Regions from separate parts of the Pan troglodytes genome. Here region 2 is linked to region 1. Evidence: chromatin contacts called from public HiChIP or PLAC-seq data. All regions are on one chromosome and are shown on one strand. Each heading gives the region's core, a stretch centred on a gene start, on an enhancer-like site or on the middle of the called end of the contact. The rest is flanking DNA. Distances are from core to core; before and after follow the strand shown. Region 1 holds the start of SRP14 (signal recognition particle 14). Region 2 holds the start of ANKRD63 (ankyrin repeat domain 63).

Region 1 (2,700 bases), core at 37-2,536:
TGCCAGTCTTACAGACACAGGGCAACTTGTTTCCCCTTTGAAGGTTTTGCTCTAGCCGTTCCCTGTGTCTGAAACAGTGTCCCTAGATCTTTGGATGGCTGGTCCTTTCAGCTTTCAACTCAAAGTTCTCCTTTTCGACGAGAACTCCCCTGACCCCAACCCAGGCAGTCCCCTTCCCACTCTCATTATACAGCCCTGCTTAGGCTGTCTTCACGGAATTCATTATCTGAAGCTGTACTACTTACTTGTTTGCTTCATTGTTTATTTCCTCCCTGCCCCTTTAACCCAACTTCCAGGAAACCAGGAACTTAGCTTTTCTTATCCTGCTGCATCCCCAACCTCTACAACCGTGCCTGGCACAGACTGAGAGGCACTCAGCGAAAACCTCTTGTGTGGTGGAATGCTTGACTTTATAGAGGGCCCAGGGTTCAAGTTGGCTACTGGCAGAGAGGGCTTACAACCTAGTTCTCCTGACTAATCAGAGGTAGAACTAAAGACTGGGCTCCAGCCCCTCATTTTTTTTTTTTTGAGACGGAGTCTCGCTCTGTCTTCCAGGCTGGAGTGCAGTGGCGCGATCTCAGCTCACTGCAAGCTCTGCCTCCTGGGTTCACGCCATTCTCCTGCCTCAGCCTCCCGAGTAGCTGGGACTACAGGCGCCCGCCACCACGCCCGGCTAACTTTTTTGTATTTTTAGTAGAGACGGGGTTTCACCGTGTTAGCCAGGATGGTCTCAATCTCCTGACCTCGTGATCCACCCGCCTCGGCCTCCCAAAGTGCCGGGATTACAGGCGTGAGCCACCGCACCCGGCCCAGCCCTTCTGGCTAGAGCTGCAGGTCAGCGTTTAGGGAGAGTTTAAAGGATCTCTACAGTAACTTATAATGACAATAATGAAAAGAACAATAGCTGATACCTACTGAACACGCTCTATGTGCCAGGCACTGTTCTACGTATTTAATCTGAGTTTCATTTACGCTTCACGACCACACTGCGCGGTAGATACTATCATTACCCTTACTTTATGGATAAGGAAACTGAGTCACTGAGTTGTTAGGTTACCTGTCCAGCATACAGCTGAATATAAATCGTACGCTGCTATCAAAACTTTCTTTTGCTCTCACTCCCTCACACTGGCTGGGGTGAGACGATTTCTCGCACGTGACGGCCCAGGGCAGCCCCAGCGCCTCCGGGTCACAGGCCTCCGGACGTCCCAGGGCGCGGGCGCTAGGCGGGCGGGGAGGGGGGAGGGCGCAGGCCGGGATTGGTGGAAGAGAAGAGATTGGTGGAAGACAATGGAAGTCTAGTAGCGGAAGTCCCGCCCAGCCTAGGCCGAACTTCCGGCTCTCACTGCTAGTGGCTTAAGCGGAGGGAGTCGAGCCAGCGTCGCCGCGATGGTGTTGTTGGAGAGCGAGCAGGTATGGCTAGGCCTGGCCGGCCGAGGGAAGGGGGCGGCTCAGGCGTTACTCGAGACCTGTGCCTCCTGCAGGAGGACCAGGGCCTTGACGCGGCGGGACGAGGATTTGGGGCTGGCTAACGGGGCTGGGCCTGTTGTTTTCCAGTTCCTGACGGAGCTGACCAGACTTTTCCAGAAGTGCCGGACGTCGGGCAGCGTCTATATCACCTTGAAGAAGTGTAAGCAGCGGGAGGGGAGCCGGGCGATGCTCCCTGGGTGCCCGGTGTCTGGGAGCCACCGGAGTCTGTCTGCCGCGGACCGCCGCCTTCCTCTACCTTTCGCCACCCTGTACTGGGCACATTCGGGGCTTCGGGCCCGGAAAATAGTAGGGATTGTAGCTGGCTCAGTCCCCAGCACTGAGCCGCCTAGGTTGCTTCTGGTAACAATGGGCCCCAAGCAGCCCAGGGCTCTTTGTCAGGGATCCCAGACGCCGCCACTTTGAGTGGAATTTAACGTGCTTCGATATTACATGTTTCCGTCGTGGAAATAATAGTTTCTCCAGGGTTTCGCCAGACCGTGATAGCAGATGAGGTGTTTAACAAAACCAGAGCAGCGGGGCTGGATTAGGTCATCACTTACCCCCCTCCTCTGTTTTAACTGTTTGTCTGCCGCTCAGCCACGTACGCGGCCGTGTTCACCAGGATGCATTTTTTCCTTCAGATGACGGTCGAACCAAACCCATTCCAAAGAAAGGTACTGTGGAGGGCTTTGAGCCCGCAGACAACAAGTGTCTGTTAAGAGCTACCGATGGGAAGAAGAAGATCAGCACTGTGGTGAGCTTAATTTCTAAGGCCGTCTTTTGAAATGTAAAGACTTGAACTTAACAGAGGATGGGGCGTTTCTGAACCAGGCTTTTATTTATTTTTCCCTTTTGCCCTGTGTGGCTATTTTTGAGACCAAGACCTTCCTATACTTTAGTAGTGGAAACCTCCAGAATAAAATAAGAAGGTAGAGGTCAGACAGTCGTTAGTTCTGCTAAAGCTCTTGTGGAAATGAAAGTAGCATATTGGTCCTTATTGGTAGTACTGTAAGGAGCAGCTGGCATAAATTTTTGATTCCTTAGCCCCTTACTGTGCCGGGCCTTCAATAAGCAGTTTCTTGGTACCAGGTGATGCTATTATTTCCTTATCTTTGTGGTTCACATGGCGAATGTGCAGCTAGATGTTAGGTTTGGCACTTGAGAAAATATACATTTAGTCAAGAGCCCTAGTCTTTCAGTGGAGGTTGAATAAGGCAAAGGAAGAGACTC
Region 2 (2,700 bases), core at 174-2,673, 240 kb before region 1:
GAGAGCCCTCTCCTCCCCACAACTCCATCTTTTCATCCAAGGACTGTGTTGGTACGTATTTAGCAGAAGAATTCAGCCCTCAGGTGACAACGTCCATTTTTTAAGTCGCAGTGTTGTCTTAAGAGGGGGAACGTCTCGCACCCAGAACCGAGCTTCTGTCTCTCTCTTACCCGCTGCCGGCAACAAAATGTGCGGCTCATGAAAAGTCTCAGTAAATTCTGCAGCTGATAACTGCTTTACTCCTTACTTTACAAATATCCATTCCGACCCTACTCACACCCTCCCCACCACCCACACCCAGGCTCTGAGGCGCCCTAACTCTGCTCCGCCCAGGCCTGTGTATCATCCCCCCTCCTCCAGGACCGAGGGGGACCTGCTGGCCGGAGGCAGAGGAGATGCAGTGGTTTCTCCAAGCATCTTACGGAAAATGGAACTTGTGCTCGCCTCCTCTCTTTAGGGGTCAGCCAGTGGTCAGAGCCAGAGCCCTGTGGCCTGGGGGTTGTTTTGTGCTCAAGGGAGAAGCGAGGGGCAGGGAACCTCGAGTGGGTCCCTAGCTCTTTCCAGGGTGGCGGCGCCAGGGAACTTCTAACATGCCCGCGGCACTCCCGGGTCCTAAGGAGCCCCTTCCTGGTCTGGGCGTCTACACTCTGCCCGCTAGGCAGCCACCGGGAGCTGGCACGCGGGCGCATCGTCGGGGTTGGAGACGTCTGAAATTGGAGAGCGCACTCGGCCCCCACCCCTCGTTCCCAGGGAGCGTGTGCGGGTGGAACAATTGTGTGTGAGTGCGTGATTCTCTGCACTTCGAGTGGCAGTTCCCAGCCAGGCTGAGCGCCCCCAATCCGCGGCACGTATACCCCCTCCCCCAAATTACTCCTCATCCGCCTTTCGCTGCCACCCCTAGCTCGCGCGTGGTCCAGTTCTGCGCTCATGGGGTCCCAATTCCTTTCACCCCGGACCGATGGGGGCAGCTTTCAGTCTTCCCCGACGAGCCCGAGGTCCCGCCAGTTTCTAAGGAGCCGAGGGCACCGACTCGGTTGGGGGCGGAGGGCGGGGAGAGAAGACTGCGACTTTGGGATTGGCCCGGTTGGGTGCATGTGGCCCCCGGCGAGCAGCCCCCGCCCCCGCCCCGCAACCGCCGCCGCATTCCCAGGGGAGCGCGGAGGAGGAACCGCTCCCCTACTTCGTGGCCCACGAAGGGGTGGGGGTCAGGAGCGGTCTCCCCCGCCCCGTCCGTCTCTGCCCTGACGGCGCAGTCCGCTCCCAGGACAGCCATTGCCATGGAGACCCCCAAGGCTATAAAGTCAGGTATCTAGGCGGGCGGCAGCTCCCGCGCCGCTGAGCCCCCCAAGTAAGGAGCAAGCGCCCTGGCGTGGCCCGGCCCCCGCGAGAGGGGAGGAGGCGGAGGAACGGCTCCAGCAGCTTGAGGAGCGGCGCGCCCCGCCAGGGCTGGAGGCAGGCGTGCACGGCGGGCGCCACCGTCGCTGCGGGGGAGCGGGGGCTGCCCTGGGTGCGGGTGAGTGGCACGGCGGCTCCAAACCACGAGGACTGAGGGGCGCCGGACACCGGGAAAGCGGTGGGAGACTCGGGAGAGGGTCGAGCCTCTGCTCCCGACGTCTGGTGGCGGGCCAGGAGCGGAGCCCGGAGTAGCGAGCAATCAACACCTCCAGGCGGGAGGCCCGGGGAAGGAGCGGCGACACGCCAGGCGTGCGGCCCAGGAGCGGCGGGGCAGTCGGAGCCTCCGGGACACCGGAGTAGGAACCTCGGGACCCTCGGCTGCAGCCGCCCACGCGCGGAGGGAGAGGTATCAGCGCGCGGGCGGAGGCCGAAGCGCCGCGGGGCGCGAGAACAGGGGCGCCCCCGTGCGGAACTGCCAGGCTGCCCGGGCGCGGCGGCCGGGGCCATGCTCAAACCCAAGGACCTGTGCCCCCGAGCGGGGACGCGCACCTTCCTGGAGGCCATGCAGGCGGGCAAAGTGCACTTGGCCCGCTTCGTGTTGGATGCGCTGGACCGCAGCATCATCGACTGCCGCGCGGAGCAGGGCCGTACGCCGCTCATGGTGGCCGTGGGGCTGCCGGACCCCGCGCTGCGCGCGCGCTTCGTGCGGCTGCTGCTCGAGCAGGGTGCTGCAGTGAACCTGCGAGACGAGCGCGGCCGCACCGCACTCAGCCTGGCGTGCGAGCGAGGCCACCTGGACGCCGTGCAGCTGCTGGTGCAGTTCAGCGGTGACCCCGAGGCGGCCGACTCTGCGGGCAACAGCCCGGTGATGTGGGCGGCGGCCTGCGGCCACGGGGCGGTGCTCGAGTTCCTGGTGCGGTCCTTCCGCCGCCTAGGCCTGCGCCTCGACCGCACCAACCGTGCGGGGCTCACCGCGCTGCAACTGGCCGCCGCCCGCGGCCACGGGACCTGTGTGCAGGCCCTCACCGGGCCCTGGGGCCGCGCCGCCGCCGCTGCTGCGGCCCGGGGCTCCAACTCCGATAGTCCCCCTGGCCGCCCGGCCCCCGCGGCCAGCCCCGAGCATCGACGACCCAGCCCCCGCCGCCTCCCGCGGCCTCTCCTGGCGCGCTTTGCGCGAGCGGCGGGCGGCCACGGCGGCGAGGCTGGCTCAGCGGGCAAGAATTCGGGCCGGCACCGGGCGCAGGGCAGCGAACGGCCCGAGCTGGGTCGGAGCATGAGCCTGGCTCTGGGTGCGGTAACCGAGGA

The links. HiChIP or PLAC-seq counts read pairs in DNA pulled down with a chosen protein or histone mark.
Region 2: a contact with region 1 is called in an H3K4me3 HiChIP or PLAC-seq map of stem cell-derived excitatory neurons, with 4 times the contacts expected there. The contact joins the promoter of ANKRD63 here to the promoter of SRP14 in region 1. A contact is called at or near these places in 4 of 7 Hi-C or Micro-C datasets (blood, induced pluripotent stem cells and stem cell-derived neural progenitor cells) and 1 of 1 datasets of contacts at active chromatin or transcription factors (stem cell-derived excitatory neurons).

Annotation. Positions count from the first base shown.
Region 1 is chr16:32,002,292-32,004,991 of NHGRI_mPanTro3-v2.0_pri, reverse strand. It overlaps SRP14 (signal recognition particle 14), which reads left to right and starts at 1,286. Exons shown (of 5, transcript XM_001140332.7): 1 at 1,286-1,413; 2 at 1,558-1,630; 3 at 2,112-2,224. The coding sequence starts at 1,390.
Region 2 is chr16:32,242,727-32,245,426 of NHGRI_mPanTro3-v2.0_pri, reverse strand. It overlaps ANKRD63 (ankyrin repeat domain 63), which reads left to right and starts at 1,423. Exons shown (of 1, transcript XM_009428797.5): 1 at 1,423-2,700. The coding sequence starts at 1,901. It overlaps PLCB2 (phospholipase C beta 2), which reads left to right. Exons shown (of 29, transcript XM_054667367.2): 29 at 1-73.